2 separate regions of the Mus musculus genome follow, and region 2 is linked to region 1. The links are chromatin contacts, called in public promoter capture Hi-C maps. All regions are on one chromosome and are shown on one strand. The core of a region is the stretch at or near the end of the contact, and the rest is flanking DNA. Distances in the headings are between cores, read along the strand shown. Region 1 holds the start of Mettl22 (methyltransferase like 22). Region 2 holds the start of Clec16a (C-type lectin domain family 16, member A).

Region 1 (5,631 bases), core at 2,250-4,749:
GGGTGGATGGTAAGTGGTTAAAGAGAGAGAGAGAGAGAGAGAACAGTTAATAGCGAAATCATAAAATCCAATGTGAGGCTCCCCAGTGTCAGAATGGCTATTCTGTATAGAAGTATACAAAATGGCTAACTGTACAGAAGTTGGCTGAGACATATAGAAGTTGGCTGGGTCTCATTAAATCTTATAGGTGAATTTTGTTTTCTTTGTCAGTTTTTGCAATGAAGTTTTGATTTAAAAAAGAAGAGGTTTCCCCCAAAAGAAGTATGTAAAAAAAAAAAAAAGAAGAAGAAGATGATAAAGGGCCCCAGCAGGCAGCCAGTTGCTCCACTCAGACCCGGATCTTACCTGGCTGCCCCATGCCATTCAGCCGCACCATGAGGTGCCTCTGGTTGGGGGTGTACAGGTGGACATCTGACAGCACAGTGTCACTTTTGAAGGTGACCTCGTCCATGGCTGGGCCCATGCTATTCCTGGGATGCACCTGAGACAGAAGAACAAGTCCAGGTGGCCAAGGGAAGCCTGGAACATCTTCCTGGATGACACCCTTTATACTGCCCTGCCCCCCCCCCCCCCCCCATGTCTCTTCTGTGGCTGAGGATCCGTCCAAGGCCTTGCACCGGCTTGGCAAGCTCTCCATCACTAAGCTATATCTCAGCCATGTTTTTATTTTGAGACAGACTGGCCTTGACTTATTCTGTATTTCAGACAAGCTTGAGTTTGTGATCTTAGTGGGATAACAGGTCTGTACTACTTGCACTTTTCAAGCAGCCAAGAAAGCTGGGGAAACCGCACGGTAAACATGGTATATCCACCGCTTGGATTGATGGAAAACTAGCACTTTGTTATGTGTAGTTACACAATCTATCTAAGAATATATAACATCTACCTAATAATAGGGAACATCTATCTATGAATAATATAACATCTACCTAATAAAAGACTATCTACTCAATAGTAGAGACCATCTACTTACTACTGAGACCATCTATCTAATAGTAGAGATTGTCTGTTTAATAATAGACACGCAGCTGGGCGGTGGTGGTGTAGATGCTTTTAATTCCAGCACTCAGGCTGAGGCAGAGCTCTGTGGCTCTGAAGTCAGCATGGCCTACAGAGTGAGTTCCAGGACAGCCATGGCTACACAGAGAAACCCTGTCTCGAAATCAAAACAAACAAACAAACAACGCTCCCCAAAATAGAGTCCCTATATATAATAGATCATTTGCCTAATAACAGACTATATTCCTAATAGAGACCACCTACCTAATAATGGAGACTATCAAATAATATATACCCATCTATCTAAGAGACCATCTATCTAATAAGAGACCATATATTTAATAATGTATTATCTAGCAATCATCTATTAATACATATTATCTATCTTATCCAGTAAAGCATATTACCTACTATCTACTATCTATCTATCTATCTATCTATCCATCTATGATTTCTCCTTTGAATTCTCTTAAAAGTGAACTGAAGACAACATGACATTTTACTACTGAATTCTTTCATTACCTGTCTCTGAGGAATACTTTCCTATATAACTATATACTACAATTAGAAACCATATCCAAGCCACAGTGGTTGCAAACAGGAAGGCTTTCCTTCCAACTAACTGTTCTACCTCACCACAGAGCACCAGCGGAAGTCTGACGGGCCTCGAAGCTGGGCAACTAGGTATAAACTCTGGTCCCCCACCTCCCAGCTACAGACCTCGGGGGGAATCACTTTCCTCTCTGGACCTGCTCTATCAGCCATATTGCCACCTTGCAGGAGTGTGGGAGTGGGGTGAGGTGTGGGAAAAGCTCTGAGCAGAGTCTTTGAATTACAACAGGTGTGAAATAGCGGCGACTTCTTTGCCACGAGGTTGGTTTCATGTGTTTGGCCCAAACCTGCCCTTCTCCAGTGCCTACAGGGACAATTCCTACGTGGTTGGTGTGCTTACGGTGAGTCAAACTCTTAGGAGCCTCCATTTGTTTTCAAACTGGAAGATGGAAACGGTTTAATTTTATTATCATAATTCAGATGTCTTCATGCTCTAACTGCCCACAGCTGGAGCTTTGTATATGGATGAGTGCCAGGGAACGGCAATGGCGCCAACCCAGAAAGTTCTTCTCCGAGTTTGCTTTGTTTCCCTCCACAGCATGATAAGCCAGCGAAAACGTAAGCGGGTAAGCAGGTGTGAACTGGGGCTGGGAATGAAACCAATGTGGGATTTCATGTGAATGAAATCAAAGAAGTACTCAGCCTTCAGCAAAACCACTGGCAACAAAAATCAGACATGATTCAGGCAGAGGAAACACAGCCTAGCCCTAACCACCTACTGGTTCGAGGTAGACTGGCTCCCCTAGTTCTGAATGGAAGACAAGATTTGGCTTTTGGTTTTGGTCCAAAAAATCCTCTCTGCCATCTTTGGGAACACTGACCATGAATAAGAGGATAGAATGTGTTGTTATGGTACACAAATTTACACCTCAGAGGATGCATGTTCATTGTTCATTCTGTAAGTGGGAATTATATGAGGACCAAATCGTCTAACATATAGGTGGAAAACAAATTCTCTACTAACCTCTGGTCGACTTCGTCTACTTAAAAGTATGAATGAAGCAGGTTTCCCAGGAAATGTGGCCTGAGAGAGAAGTCCCAGGTCATGAGCCTCCTTTAAGGGTTTCGCCTGGGAATCAGCATTCTGGAAATAGGGAGGCACTGAGGCCTGTGTGAGGATTAAACGTGACAACCGTCCCTTTCAGGGATCATCAGTAACTTGTAAGTAGCTACAGGATCATGTTTATAGAAAAGTGTCCCGGGGAGATGGCTAGAGACCTTGAGACAGTTTCTCTACTTAGAAAATGCATGGTATAGAGAGGTGTCCAGTTTCTCCTAGGTACTGCTGGAAAAGCAGTCCCAGGTTTCATGTTGCAAATTCATTCCGGTAGGGGAGCTGGCAGGTCGTCTAGGCAATTCCGAGACGGCAGAGTTGGATTCCCAAGAATTCTTCAAGGGTTACAGCCACTGTTATTCCCCAAACCAGTCTACCGGGGTGGACAGAACTCCCCTCCTCCCAGGCAGGTGGATGCACACCCACTGGACAATCAAAACTTAGGAGCTGGGAGAGGGAACGCCAGGAAGCTGGAGGGCGCAGGGCTCAGAGGTGCAGGAAAGGGCTGGCCACGCGCGCAGGGCGGCGTCAGCGGCTCCAGGGACCTCCTCCATTAGCGGCCAGTCACTCTGAAGAAGCCAGTCGCTAACCCGGCCTCTCCTTCCCTTCCTAATCCGAGACAGAGTGGGACTGCCTCACCCAGCACGGAAACCGAGACGTCCCATACAGAAAGGGAAACTGAGGCTGAGGGTTCAGACTTCAAGGTCGTGTAAGCTTGGCTCTCAAAGCCAAGATGCTCCCTGGGTTCTTCCCGGTCCCGCCCCCTCTCCCGGGCTCTTACCCGCCATGACACTGGTCTGAAGTCCCACGCGGAACCCTAGCCATGGGGCTCAGGAAGCCGCCATGACGGACAGCTTGCGCAGGCGCGGTCCAAGCGCCGGCTCGGGTCGCGCATGCGCACGCGGCGGCAGCCGCTAGCTAACACCTGATGCTCTCGCTCAGCCCTGTGGCGGCCACTGGAGGCTCAGCTGTCACCTGGTCGGATTGCTCATATGGCCGTCCAGAGTGGGGACGCCTCTGCACTTCGGTGTTTGGAATCCCTCCTGTAAAAAATTTAAATATGGCTAAGAATCTCAGCGGTGTAGAGAGCCCAGCACAAGAAAAAAAAGTTAAATAATTTGCTTTAAGTGTTAGAGTCATTAAAGATCAGAGTCCTAATAAGCTGTATTTAACCATTGTTCCTAAGTATGCCCAGGAAACAATTAATAGGCAAAAGCAGAAGACAAAAACATACAATGACCCACCCAAGTACATGTTTCGGGCACCGATAGGATATTTATGTTTAAGTAGAGTGCTATAGTTATGCATAGCTAAGCAGTCCTGGTCTGGGTATGGTACTGCCCATCATTGCTCCATCCTTTTTTTTTTTTTTTTTTTTTTTTTTTTTTTTTTTGGCTTCAATCTATCCTGCAAGGAGTTTTGAAAAGTTGTAATTCTCTTCCTGGAAGACAGTGACTCATCTGTTTGGTCCCTGGTATTAACCTTTATCTCCTCCCAGCTTGGGACTGTTGGGGAAAATCAAAATTTGGGGGTTGACTGTTTCAATAATCTGATAGCCAAAGGGAGGGGCACAAGTGTGTTACGTTTAGAATATCCTTATTCCGGCAAGGCAGGCAGGCTGGAGGATCACTCAGCCACTAAGTGGTGAGGATTCAAATTGGAGGGTGAGGGATCCGGAGTGTGTTAGCCAGCATGCCCCTTGTTTCTTCCCAGTGTTATGTATACCCTGCGTTTAGCATCCTTACAAGCAATTGGCAGGACTAACGGATCTAGTCATCAAGTCTCCAGTAACGATGATCCCGGATCTTTCTAAGTTGGAGTCTAGCATAAAATGAAATAGGACACAAATATTACACCTTAGGTAAACCTTATCCTGTTCAGAATGCTGAGAATGGTAAGTGCTTAAGGTTGGAGGCTGTATTTAGTCACTTATTTTTGTGGCTGTGATAAATACTCAGGAAAAACCACTTAAGGAAATAATGACTTCTTTTGTCTCATGCTTTCAGAAACCACCTAAGGAAATAATGACTTCTTTTGTCTCATGCTTTCAGAGGTCCAGCATTGCTAGCTCCATTGCTTTGGAACTGTGGGAGCTAGAGCACAGGTAATGGGAGGCCAAGCGCTAGACCCAAAGGCTCAATGACATATTGTCTCCAGCTAGGCTCCACCTCCAGAGGGTTCCACCCACTGGATTATAAATCTAACAGTGGATGAATCTACCCATGAAGGCGTCTGATCCCTATGATCCCACACAGGGGCTAACACAGGCTCACACTGAAATCCCCACCTCTGATCAACACTTGCATAGGGGCCAGGCTTTGAATACATGCTCACTTCTGGGTACACTTTGATCTAAACTGTAGCCGAGGCAAATGTGAATCTCATGTCCTCTATTTGCTTTCCGCTTGCCCCCTGGATTATCTGAACGTTAGGGCTCAAAGAAGAAGTGTGGCCAATTGCAGAAGATGGGGCAGAGAGAGCCCATGGACACTCCAGGCTCCGGGTGAATTCTCATCTCTTTTCCCTAGAAGCAGAGCAGAATGAAGTGACCATCAAGGCCACATCTTCCTTGTAAGTAAAGCATCAAGTTTCTGGGCTATCCCAAACTGCCTCGACCAACTTTCAGAAGCCACTGCTTTCTGTTGCTATTTTCCTGATGGCTACACAATGCTGAGCAGACACCTCCCCACACCAAGACACATGGATGTAGAGAGTCAGGCAGGCATAGCAACACATGCAGATGAGCACACGTGTATATTCTGCCAGGATAGAAGCACACTAGTGTGATCATGGGAAATTTTTATTCTAAGCAAATATCTATCAAAGAAAAGAAGGCTATCAGAATGTCTCCTAGGTGTGGGACATGAGGGAAGAGGTTACATCAGACAAGTCTCTGCTCTCATGATACTTCTGTTCTGCTGGGGAAGGGCCAGAGAACAAGCAGATATATTTTAAAAGTACAGAGT
Region 2 (5,588 bases), core at 1,379-3,878, 2.1 Mb before region 1:
AAAGCCTCTTTCTTCTCACAGCCTTGCTTCCCATAGCTATGAGTTCCTACCTGGATTGGCCATAAATCTGACTATGGTGCCCCTAATGTGGCTGTGCCTTATGATGACACTTCCCCATTTAGGGGATCTCTGATACAGTGTTGCCTCCTCCAGAAAGCTTCTATAAAGGAATTCTACAGACCCCTGGGACCACTAGAGTCCCGAGATTTGACACACTGAAGAGTCCTGGCTCCACTGTGGTCTCCTAGCAGCAGCTAGCAGTCTCCCCCAGGAGTTGGTACTCAGAATGCAGATGAAGGCAGCACAAGCACTGGGGTAGGCACTAGATGTCTGCAGCCCCCTTTCCAAGTCACCTTGGATCTTCTAGGTCTTGTGCCAATCAATACCCAGGTTCCTGAAGCTGTGAAAGGGAATAAACAGAGCAGCCTGAATTAAGGTGGGCAAGCTCTTTTTCCCAGGACCTCTGAAGTGAACCAGAGACATTCCCAGGGTATCAGGAAGGGACCTGAGGTCCTTTACATTACCAGGTGTCCATTGTTGGCCAGCAAAAATGTCCCATTGGCCATCACATGCAGCCCAGTCAAAAGTTTCCTCAAACTAAGAAGTTTTATCCAGAAAGACATTATAACAAAGAAACCAGAATTGAAACTTGCCTTAAGCTACCTGGATCCTAAGTCTATCTATATAGGACACAATCAAACTCATAGACTTGTGATGAATAAAACAAACAGGAAATCCTTAACCAGGCAAAGTAACACAATAATGGGAATTTAAAGGGGCTACAGTCCCAAGTGAAGTGAGAGCCAGCAGGTGCTTAGGCTGGTAGGACACCCAGCCCCTCGGGACAATCATCCTCCCCTTCACAGCCACTTATCCACACCCCACTCCCTTTCCGGGCCATCTGCCATCCCGGTTAAGATTTCTGAATTGCTACCAACCCCCACTCTTGCCCTCTACCTCTTTCCTCTCCACCCCCAAATCATCCAGCTCTTCACATTTGGAGATTTACAAACATTTACTAAATCCTTGCTCCATGACAGAAAGAAGCCATTCTACACCCCAACATCAAAGGGGAAGTCCCATCTAATTTTTAGCTTGCCAATCTTTTCTAGGGACCCCTGTCTTCCTTTCTGTTGTTACCGCACTATCTTCCTGTCCCCATACAAAGCTTCTGGGGTCCCCTCTGAAACTGCCTTCTCCGCCCCCCCTTGGTACCTCCACCTCCAGTTCTCTCCCTGGAGCCTCTCATTTCTCTAAGGTCTCTGTCTTCTACCACTCTCTCTTTGTAGTCCCTTCCAATCCTCTGGCAATATAAGTGCAAAGAAACCAAGCAGGTTCTCCCGTCTTGGGAGTGTCAGTTTAACAAAAGCTAGAAAGGAAGTGAAAATAAACAGAGCCACAGAAGACAGCAAGGGTATAATGACTGGAACTTAGAGACAGAAAGGAACTGGAATGGGCTGGGAAGGCTTGAGTGCCTCTGTTAGCCACTCCTGTAGAGCAATCCTGAATCAATCACTTAACATGCTCAACATTACCCAATTCTTGTACAGTTCCCAGTTCCCAGCTGGTAATGGCAAATTGGAAGGACAGAGAGAGAAAATATGCCCAAAGCTACAGTCATTAAGTCAGGATTTGAACACAGGTCTAACTCCAAAGCTAGCCTCTTCTGTGTACTTCCCTGTTTCCCCAGGACTCTGTAAGCCTCCTGTCTTCTCTAAAGGTGCTACTGCTGACTATCCCTCTAGAATTCCTTCTGAAAATACTTGTGTTCTTTTAATCAATGTTCTTTTTAGAGCACTTGTACATGTTCTGTGCGTTTTCTTCATTCTCTTATCCAACCAATCCTAAAAATAACCACAAAAAGTGGTACTGTCACTCTATTCGTTTTACAGTGAAGGAAACTGAAGCCTAAATGCATACTGTTAACTAAAATCGAATCCAGATCTGGCCGGGTCAATGGCCTCGTAACTATGCAGTCCAAGAAGTGCTACCCCAAGAAGCCCAGTGGCCACTGTCTGTCCCCGGGACATCAAGACAACTCCAGCCCACAAAACGAAAACTCAACGATGCCCTTACTTTTCAGGTTAGGTGTCTGGAGACTGAAAAATCACGCGACTTGTCCAAGGTCACACACAGAGCCAGAAGTGAAAGAGTCAGGGTTCGAAGCCAGGTGCCCTGACTCCAAAGCCTTGCGGATAACCAACATACAACCCTCCCGCGGCACCCCTGTCTTCCTCGCACCTCCGAGCCCCGCAAGCCAAGCCCGCGTCTGGGCGTCCGCGCCCGGCCCCGCGGCCTTCCCGCCGCGCGCCCCGCACACTCACTTCAGGTGGTCCAAGGAGTGGATGTTGCGGGAGGACTTGCTGTGGCCCCCGCCCACCCAGCTCCGTGAGCGTCCAAACATGTCCGCAGACCAGCCCTGTCGCCTGCCTCACGGTTTCATGTCCGAGCCGCCCAGCGGCCCGGTGTCCGCGGCGACATCTCAAGCCCAGCCAGCGGCGGCGGGGGCGGTGGAGAGACTGCCAAGCACCTTGCTCCCCAGCCCAAAGCCCCGCACTGACATTCAGCCGGAACCGGCCGTTCGACCGCCGCGCTTTACGGCCGCCGCCGCGAGGAAATCTGGGAAATGAAGTTCTCCGGCGAGGCTCTTGACGACAGGACTCTGCGAACGGACTACAAGGACCGGCATGACTCGCGCGACCGTCCAGAGGAGGCGGGACAAGAGGAAGGAAGAGGCTGGGCACTGTCAAGGTGGGCGGAAACGGTTTGCTGAAATCGGAGTAAGACTATCTGACCTTATTTATTGTTAGCTTTGTGATTAGAAGAGTGTCTCGAAACCCCAGCTAAAATTGGAGACCACCCTTGGCAATTTGGCAAGGTTTAGTTCTCTTAAAAAGTATTACGTGCGCGTGCGCGCGCGCGCGCGCGCACACACACACACACACACACACACGCACTTAGAGTCTGTAAAACTTTGGAAAGCAAGTTCTCGCCTTCCACTATTTGAGATCTGAGAATTGAAGTCGGATCTTCAGACTTGTCAGCATCTTTGCTTAACAGCTGAGCCATTTTGATGGGTCTAACTCTTTAAAAAAATTTTTTAAAGGGGTGGGAATGTGGCTTATGCATTATGGATGCAACCTTCAATATCGCAATAATAAGAATTAAAAATAAAAAGCATTGAGTAGTACATTATCATTTGTCATTATCCTAAGTGATTAATTATTTAATTCTCACAACCATATGAAGTAGATGCTGTTATTAACCTTATTTTACAATTCAGGAAACTGAGTCACAGAGGCACTTTATGTGTGACAGACGCAGGATTCAAGCCCAGGTACCCTTATTTGCTTCTGTTGACAAAACCAATCAGTAACATTCTGGTTTGTCCTTACAACCTTTTTCTTTTGCACATTAGTCTTAAAACATTTTGTAAAGATGTGAGCAGCATTGTAAAGCTAACCACGATGAACTTTCAGAGGTTTCCTCTGGTCATTATTGAAAACTCATGCCATTTCCCAACTAATTCAGTAAGAAAGAAAGAGAACTCCAAGATCTCCATGAAAGGTTACATACACCTGGACTTCCTTCCCAGACTGGAAGTGGGAACCTCGGTGGGAAGCAAGATTTTGTGCCCCACACCCTCTCATTTATTCATTTCTACATCTCATAGCTATTTAACCCCTGTGACAGCCCATTGACTGTCCTAGGAAAAGAGTTGAGTCAGGGACCAATGTTCTCTCCAGGGCCCAGGACAAGATTTGCACATAGCACGTTTTTAGATGAATATTGATAGAGTGAATGGTTTGCATTGCTTCCAAGAATTAGAGAGATGTAGACTGGCATCAGGCTAATGGTTTCCCATGTAAAAGTCATGAAAGAACAAGAACATGTCTGACCTCCAAAGGAAATGACAGAGACTCAGCAGCTTCGAGAATCCATTTCTCTGGAATTTGTTTTCCTCATCTGTGAAAAGGGAATATACTACATTGCCTTGTCCAGCTCCTATAAACCTAAGTGTGACTTAGATTAAAGGCCTTTGTAAGAATTGAGGATAGACCTTAATCCCAGAACTCAGGAGACAGAGGCAGTGGAACTCTACATGTTCTGGGACAGCCTGGTCTATAGCCAATTTCAGGGCACCCAGAGGCTTCATGGTGAGACCCTGGGTTTTCAGGGTTTGGGTTTTGTTGTTGTTGTTGTTGTTGTTGTTGTTGTTGTTGTTTTCAAAAACAGATGTAGAGCTACATCTCGTCTATATCTTGCACACACAGACCTTGGTTTTGATCCCTCGCAAACTCATCCTCCTGACGAAGCACAAAGGTGGTCTGTAAACCGAAGAATCTGAGCAGATATATACTTAGCATTATTGGTTGGTTGGTTGGTTGGTTTTAAACATGGACTGCAAAATAATAGAAACAATAAGCAGCCTTATTGGCAGAAGATTTGACCTGCTTGTGGTACTTTCCATCCGGGTGTCATGGAACCCTATAATGCCTCTGTCAAAGGCACTCAGTAATTGATTTTTTTTTCTTACTATACCGTGAAAAAGAAAACAACAAAAGCGCTTTGGGGATATCTAAGATTTTCAGTGGAATTACCGGCATTCCTTTTCCACCCGGCATCATTTTAAAGGGGGTAAACTAAGTTCCAAAAAGGTGACGCTCCATACCTAAGTTCGAGATGCAGTCTAAGGAGTGCCAACTGCAGAAGAGCAACTTAGAGACTGGAGCACCTCCCATGGGGCGGAGCAAATGAGTACCCGCCCCCGGACAGCTCAAGCCAATAAACGTGGAGCACTGAGCTAGCCAATAAATACGGGCGAGCATGCGACTGGCCAATGAATGAAGAGCCTCTGGGTAGGCGGTGCTGGGAAGCCCAGAGCGACTTGGCGGCTGCAGCGATGGGCAGTGAGCCTGCGGGGGCGCCGAAGGTGCCTGAGGAACGCCTCGGGGAGACAGCAGCGGCCTCAACTCTGAGCTGCGGCGGGGGCGCGCGAGCGCAGCGTACAAAGCGAGTCGCTGGCCACTTCTAGGGGGGTGGCCCTGAGGGGCGAGCGGCCCGTGTGGCCCGATCCCGGGGCTCCGTGACCCGGCCCTGAGCATCTCGGGGTGTCAAGGAGCGTCTTCGGAGGCCGCCCGGGGCCCAGCGCTGCCGCCACCGAGCCCCGGGGCGCCCCCTGGATGGCTGAGCTGCCCCCTCGCCGGCCGCCCGGGCGCCGCAGCGGCTGAGGTCGCTGGGATCGCCCGGCCGCCGCCCCCATCGCCGGCCCCTGCATGCCCGGCGCCCGGGTCGCAGCCCACCTGGACGCTCTGGGCCCCCTGGTCTCCTACGTGCAGCCACCGCTGCTGCCCTCTATGTTCTACGTGGGCCTGTTCTTCGTCAATGTGCTGATCCTTTACTACGCCTTCCTTATGGAATACATCGTTCTCAATGTGGGCCTCGTCTTCCTGCCCGAGGACTTGGACCAGGCGCTGGTGGACCTCGGCGTACTTTCAGACCCTGGCTCTGGCCTTTACGATGCCGACTCAGAGCTTGACGTCTTCGATGGATATTTGGAATAATGTCGTGATTACTGTTCCCCACTT

The links. Promoter capture Hi-C pulls out the DNA fragments that hold promoters and counts their contacts.
Region 2: a contact with region 1 is called in a promoter capture Hi-C map of pre-B cells, with 7 times the contacts expected there. The contact joins the promoter of Clec16a here to the promoter of Mettl22 in region 1. A contact is called at or near these places in 3 of 39 promoter capture datasets (liver and pre-B cells) and 1 of 115 datasets of contacts at active chromatin or transcription factors (astrocytes).

What each region holds. Positions count from the first base shown.
Region 1 is chr16:8,468,681-8,474,311 of GRCm38.p6, reverse strand. Mettl22 (methyltransferase like 22) reads right to left here and starts at 3,499. Exons shown (of 11, transcript NM_146247.1): 1 at 3,447-3,499; 2 at 346-481. The coding sequence starts at 463. Gm30012 (a long non-coding RNA gene) reads left to right here and starts at 3,161. Exons shown (of 5, transcript XR_384641.4): 1 at 3,161-3,369; 2 at 4,717-4,769; 3 at 5,098-5,236.
Region 2 is chr16:10,542,379-10,547,966 of GRCm38.p6, reverse strand. It overlaps Clec16a (C-type lectin domain family 16, member A), which reads right to left and starts at 2,628. Exons shown (of 23, transcript NM_001204229.1): 1 at 2,325-2,628. The coding sequence starts at 2,404. It overlaps Dexi (dexamethasone-induced transcript), which reads left to right and starts at 4,913. Exons shown (of 2, transcript NM_021428.4): 1 at 4,913-5,588. The coding sequence starts at 5,277. The coding sequence ends at 5,564.